Regions from separate parts of the Zea mays genome. Here region 2 is linked to region 1. The links are chromatin contacts, called in public Hi-C maps. All regions are on one chromosome and are shown on one strand. Each heading gives the region's core, a stretch centred on a gene start, on an enhancer-like site or on the middle of the called end of the contact. The rest is flanking DNA. Distances are from core to core; before and after follow the strand shown. Region 1 has its middle 32 kb from the start of LOC100501068. Region 2 has its middle 11 kb from the start of LOC103641236.

What was found. Hi-C and Micro-C count contacts between places; a contact is called where the count stands out from the background.
Region 2: a contact with region 1 is called in a Hi-C map of ear, with 2.4 times the contacts expected there. The contact joins two enhancer-like sites. A contact is called at or near these places in 6 of 25 Hi-C or Micro-C datasets (ear, leaf, root tip and 1 more).

What each region holds. Positions count from the first base shown.
Region 1 is chr10:76,068,514-76,071,183 of Zm-B73-REFERENCE-NAM-5.0, forward strand. No RefSeq gene overlaps it. Among protein-coding and RNA genes, the nearest start is that of LOC100501068, 32 kb to the left of the region's middle. Within about 2 kb of position 1,373, at least 14 of the 20 cell types and tissues checked have an H3K27ac peak or open chromatin away from gene starts, as enhancers often do. A contact at or near this core is called in ear, where this site is marked.
Region 2 is chr10:76,187,249-76,189,918 of Zm-B73-REFERENCE-NAM-5.0, forward strand. No RefSeq gene overlaps it. Among protein-coding and RNA genes, the nearest start is that of LOC103641236, 11 kb to the left of the region's middle. Within about 2 kb of position 1,328, at least 14 of the 20 cell types and tissues checked have an H3K27ac peak or open chromatin away from gene starts, as enhancers often do. A contact at or near this core is called in ear, where this site is marked.

The DNA of each region.
Region 1 (2,670 bases), core at 123-2,622:
CAGCCAGCCAGCTAGCTAGCTGCCTCAAAGCTTGGTGCAGTGCAGTGTAGTGTAGTACACACACCAAATCAGCTGCTGTGGGCTTGGGCTGCCCTTTGCATGACATGGAAAAAAGTATGGTGGTGTACTTGTTCAGTTTTTCCCCAGCAGCTGCCATTCATTCATTTGCATGCTTTATTCCACTGCCCCGCTTTGGCGGCCACAGTGATCATGGCGTGTGTGTGTGTGTGTGTGTGGTGTGGGCTCGCAAAGTTTAGCAGTGACTAAACATAAAGACTGCTGCTAGCTTTACTAAGCGAAAACTATATCGATCTTCTCAAAGCAGGGCAGGTGTATATATGTGTGTATATATATCTGGAGATCTGCGAAGTGGTTTTATTTTTTATTTTGTTTTTGTAAGGAGTACTGAGCAGAAACTGATCGAGCAGCTGGAGACCTCCTGAAACTCGGTCGGTCGTACGTCTCTGATGGAGTTGTGTGGGTGCCATGCATGTGGTGATGAGCTAGCTAGCCCGAGATATTGTAGACTACTAATGCGCTGAAATTCAGACGCGCGTCTCGTCGCTCCTGTTGTAGTGTAGCGCCTGCAATCTAGCCTCCATTGGAGGATATTTCTTGTCCGGGGATGATGATGGTTTTGTGCTTTGAGAGCCGGTTTATTTATTGGGTGGGCACACCGTGTGTATGGGATGGGTGATGGTCATGAGTAGGAGGGGGGCAGACAGACTCAACTACTACAATTCAGAATCTAGTGAGAGAGAGAGAGAGAGAGGCAATTGAAGGTACTTGAATTTTGCATCCACACTCTCTCTCTCTCATATCAATCATGTGATGTTGTTCCAGCATCAACTGACGTACATTTGTTGCGCCTCAGATATATGCCCTGCAGGAATTTCTCTCTCAACTCAGCTCAGCTGGATGTGCTCCACTCGTCCACTGAGCATGCATGCAATTGCTCGTGAGTCCCTTTCGCATATCAAAACATGCAACTTGGGGACCATTATATTGGTCCTGCAATTTCCCTGACCGAATAAGCTAGAGTGCGGAATACATGGCATGATGGCCCGATGGCGATGCATCGGTGCCGATCTGCTAGCTAAGCTTGCACTTGTGTGTTAGTTCCTCCTCATCATGCATCAATCCACCCGGGCCGGCCGGAGGAGCACAAGAATATATGTCATGTCCATGATCTCTATGGATGGATGGACATGGACCAGCACAGCATGATCAGCACCTGTAAACTAACACCCAGGACCGCTACAGAAACTCGCGGAAAGACGTTCTACCTCGGCCGCTAGCTAGCTATGGCCCAATAATACTTAAGCTGGGCTGGCACTGTATATGCATGGTTAGAACCTAGCTGGGGCCTACCTGTACCACCACCTGTAACGTATGGCGGAAAGTATATAGTCGCCAGAAGTTTCTTCGTCGTACGTGCTCGCGCTAAGGTTTTCCTAGTTAGCTTAGGTGAGATGCCAAATATTAATCCACTGATTTTGGCCGTGTTTTATGCATGGATTAAAGCGCTACTTTGGTTAGGGTTCCGTGGAGTAATAATATAATCCTCAGAATAAATCAAATTCGTCTAACGTTCTGAATTTTTTCAGTTAGACTGAGCAGTGTCGTCGTCCTTGTTCATCATTATATATGTTTAGGCATCTTAGAGACTTGAATAATTGTTGTGCCTATATGAATGAATAAAGTTGTAGCCGACTCAAATGTCTTTCTTTGGACACCAAGAACAGCATCACATCACCTATATATTTTTGAAGATATCGCTGTTACGAGTTGACTATTTTGTATCAACGATGTTAATTGGCTTGGCTGGATGCCCTCTAGGGGTCACACCCGATGTTTATATATTACTGATATATGTGGTTACAAAGAAGAGAGAAGATAGAGATATACATGGATGAGATCGTAATCCACAACTAATCCACCGTGAACCACGGTAGAGGGATGCGGCTCTCTCTAATATAGGAATAGACTGTGTTTTCATCTAATACCCCCCTCAATCTGGACACCGTGGAAATAAGTTCAGATTGTTTCTGAAATGCTTGAATGCTGAAGTAGGAAGCGCCTTTGTCATAATGTCGGCCACTTGATCCTTCGACGATATGGCACAAACCTCAAGCCATTTCATGGCAACACGCTCTCGGACAAAATAATAATCAATCTCCACATGTTTCATGCGACGATGAAAAACTGGTTTTGCCATGAGATATGTAGCGCCTATGTTATCACACCATAGGCTCCGTGGTCGTGGAAGAAAAAAAATGCCAATTTCGCGAAGAAGAACCTGAAGCCAGATGATCCCTGACGTGGCATCACTGTAGCTTGCTTGCGAGGACACCATAGGCTCGGTGGTCGTGGAAGAGAGAAGATAGGGATATACACTACCGGACTCACGTTCTTTGCCGAGTGTCTCATACACTCGGCAAATATCATTTTACACTCGGCAAAGAATACTTGGTAAACAATTTATCGGTAAAATGTTCGTTGCCTAGTACTTTTGTTTGGACACTCGTCAAAGACTTTGCCGAGTGTCGAAAAGCACTCGACCAATTAAGAATCTAAAAAACCTCCAAAAAACAGTAAACTATTTTTTTAAATTATGGGAACAACTCTCCAAACACTACACATTATCATACCCATCACCAAACTATTTTC
Region 2 (2,670 bases), core at 78-2,577, 120 kb after region 1:
GGATTGGCAGTGTGGCATACAAATTGGAGTTGCCTTCATCTTCGTCGATTCATCCCATTTTCCATGTCTCCCAGCTCAAACCCAGTGTGAAATCTGTTGACCTCGTCAGTCAGTCTTTACCTCATATTCACATGGATGTACAGGTCCCTGTTCTGGTGCTTGCGCGGCGCTCAGTCTCACGCGGCGGACATCATGTGGCTCAAGTCAAGGTGCGCTGGTCCAACTGTGATGAAGCCCTTGACACATGGGAGGACGAGGTGGCCTTGCGTCAACGTTTTCCCACTGCGGCGGCTTGGGGACAACCGCCATCTCTTGGAGAGGGGAATGTCAGCATAGCTGCCAAGGCACATTCAGAGGAACAGAGCACCAAGTCGGAAGCCGGAGGAGAAGAAAGGGGCCGCCGTGCACGCAGGCCGAATCCCAGGGTTGTGGGCCGCGACTGGATTAATTAATGGGCCGGAGGCCATGTAATGAGATACTTAAACAGCTTGTCCGCTGAGAGGAAGGTCGTCGAGAATGATGAACCCTAATTCTACTGTTCTTCTTCTCCTCCATCTCACCTTCTCTAGTTCCTGAGACTTGTGGCGGCTATTCTGTTGTCTGGATTGTTAACACACATGCCTGCCGTCCCTGTCGCGGCCGCGCGGCGAGTCTGGTGGGTAGGGGATGATCAAGCAGGCGGGATGGCGACGGGAGCAGCAGATGGACGCACGCAGCTAAGGACACGTCTCTGTCTCGGCCACGGCTTGCTAGCTGAAAGCTCCCATTCCGAGCATGCACGCACGCGCATGACACTCGCACCCGCACCGCACGCACGACTGCATGCCTTGCCAGCCACCAAACCAAACCACTTCCCCCCTCTCTCTTTTCTGGACGCACACGGCAGCACACCCGGGGCAATGACGAGCACGTACGATACGAGCCTGCATATGCAGCACAGGATGCACATGCATGCCTCTCTGATCAGTGGTGGTCACGCCCACTTTGCGCGCATTCCTTGATGGAGAGGAAAGCAAGACGATGGTCCTCCCGCCCGGCCCGGCCGTGTCTCTCTGTTCCCAGGTAAGGCGGCACAGTGGTCAGCACACCAACGACAGCCGTCGACGACGCTGCACACGCTTCTCGGGCCAGATCGATCCTGCCCCTGCCTGCGCCGTGAACGTGCACATGTGTGTTGCTTTCTATCTCGACGGATCCTGGGGGCACGCTGGTCCAGTGATCGAGTGGTGCTCCTTCTCTTTCTCTCTCTCTGTGTGGCTGTGTGTGTGCTCATCCACTGTACACTGACCATGTTGCGTCGTGGTGTGTGCATGCGTGTCGAGCTCTTCCAGAACGGTCCAACTCAGCTTCTTCTCGCCGCCGGACCCGGAGGGACATGCGTGCATGTCCAACAGCGCCCTACGAGATCCGGCCACCGAATCGGACCCTGCTGTCTACTGTGAAGACATGTGTCGCTGCTTGCATTGCTTCCGTAGTGGCCTCTCTGTTCGATGGACTCTACTCGTCTTTTTTTACTTGCTGTGCACTGTTAAAAAAACTGTGTGTACAGTGTACACTGACAAGATGCATGGTTGAAAGCATATATATGATAAAGTCCATGCTGACAGGATCTTCGATCGGGAACTCCATCGCGAAAAGAAGGGTCTCAAAGAAACTCGAGTGAACAGAAAGCTCTCTCCCTCTCTCTTCTTTCAGCAGCCTGCTGCCGACTTGAGAATGATACGGCATGCCGCTGAGCACTTTCGGTGCTAGCATCCTGTCAAACAGGAACAATAGAAGACAGCATATATATACTTTAGGAGCCATGCGCGCAGCTACCGAAATAGTGAGAGAGGAAGCAACTGACTGACAGTGTAGGAATTACAGCGTTTGTAGAGTAACAGTGGAGCACAACCAATGTGAAGGCTCGTTCCAACAACATTCGGCGCACATGTATCTCACCGGTCACCACCAACTGAGCTGTTGGATGCGGTGTTCCACCCCATTCCAAGACTAACGGTGTCGGTGTGTTTGGTGGAGGAGCGAAGGAGAATGAAGCGGCTCTATTCTTACAGATAGTTGCATTCTTCAGCAAATTTATTCTTAACGTAATGTCTGTATTGCTCTAAGTCTGTAAAGTCTAAGGAATGGAGAATGTCTTTCTTAACGAGACACTCTATTCTCCCCCTTGAAATATGATCCAAATGATAGTTCCATAATGTCGATGAGGTGTCTCCATCACTTCGTTTTATTTTTCTGCCATTGTTGGCTGGATCGTTTTCTGGTGTATCTAAGACGTTAACAGCATCACTATGCGAAGATAAATAAATCATGTCTCGTCGGATGGCAAGACCAACATCTTTATTATCAAACTGAATAACACACAATGTCTGTCATTGTCTATCATCGAAGTGACAGTGGATGTGCTGATCGTCTAATCTCAAAACTGAAGTTCAGTGTGTGCTTCATTTCTGTTAACCACTATAACTGTTTGTCGGCCGTCTAGGAGCCTTTGGCTTGAACGGAATCACATTCACTAGAAGGTACTGCAACAATTCTAGGCACTTTCTATTCTAATGCCCTGTCTTCTTGTAATAGAGGCACGTGTCATGGGGAACTATGAAATTGCCTGACTGTTGCTTGTAGAAGCCTGGTGATCATGCTTGATCTTATTCTGGAACCTTTTCTTAG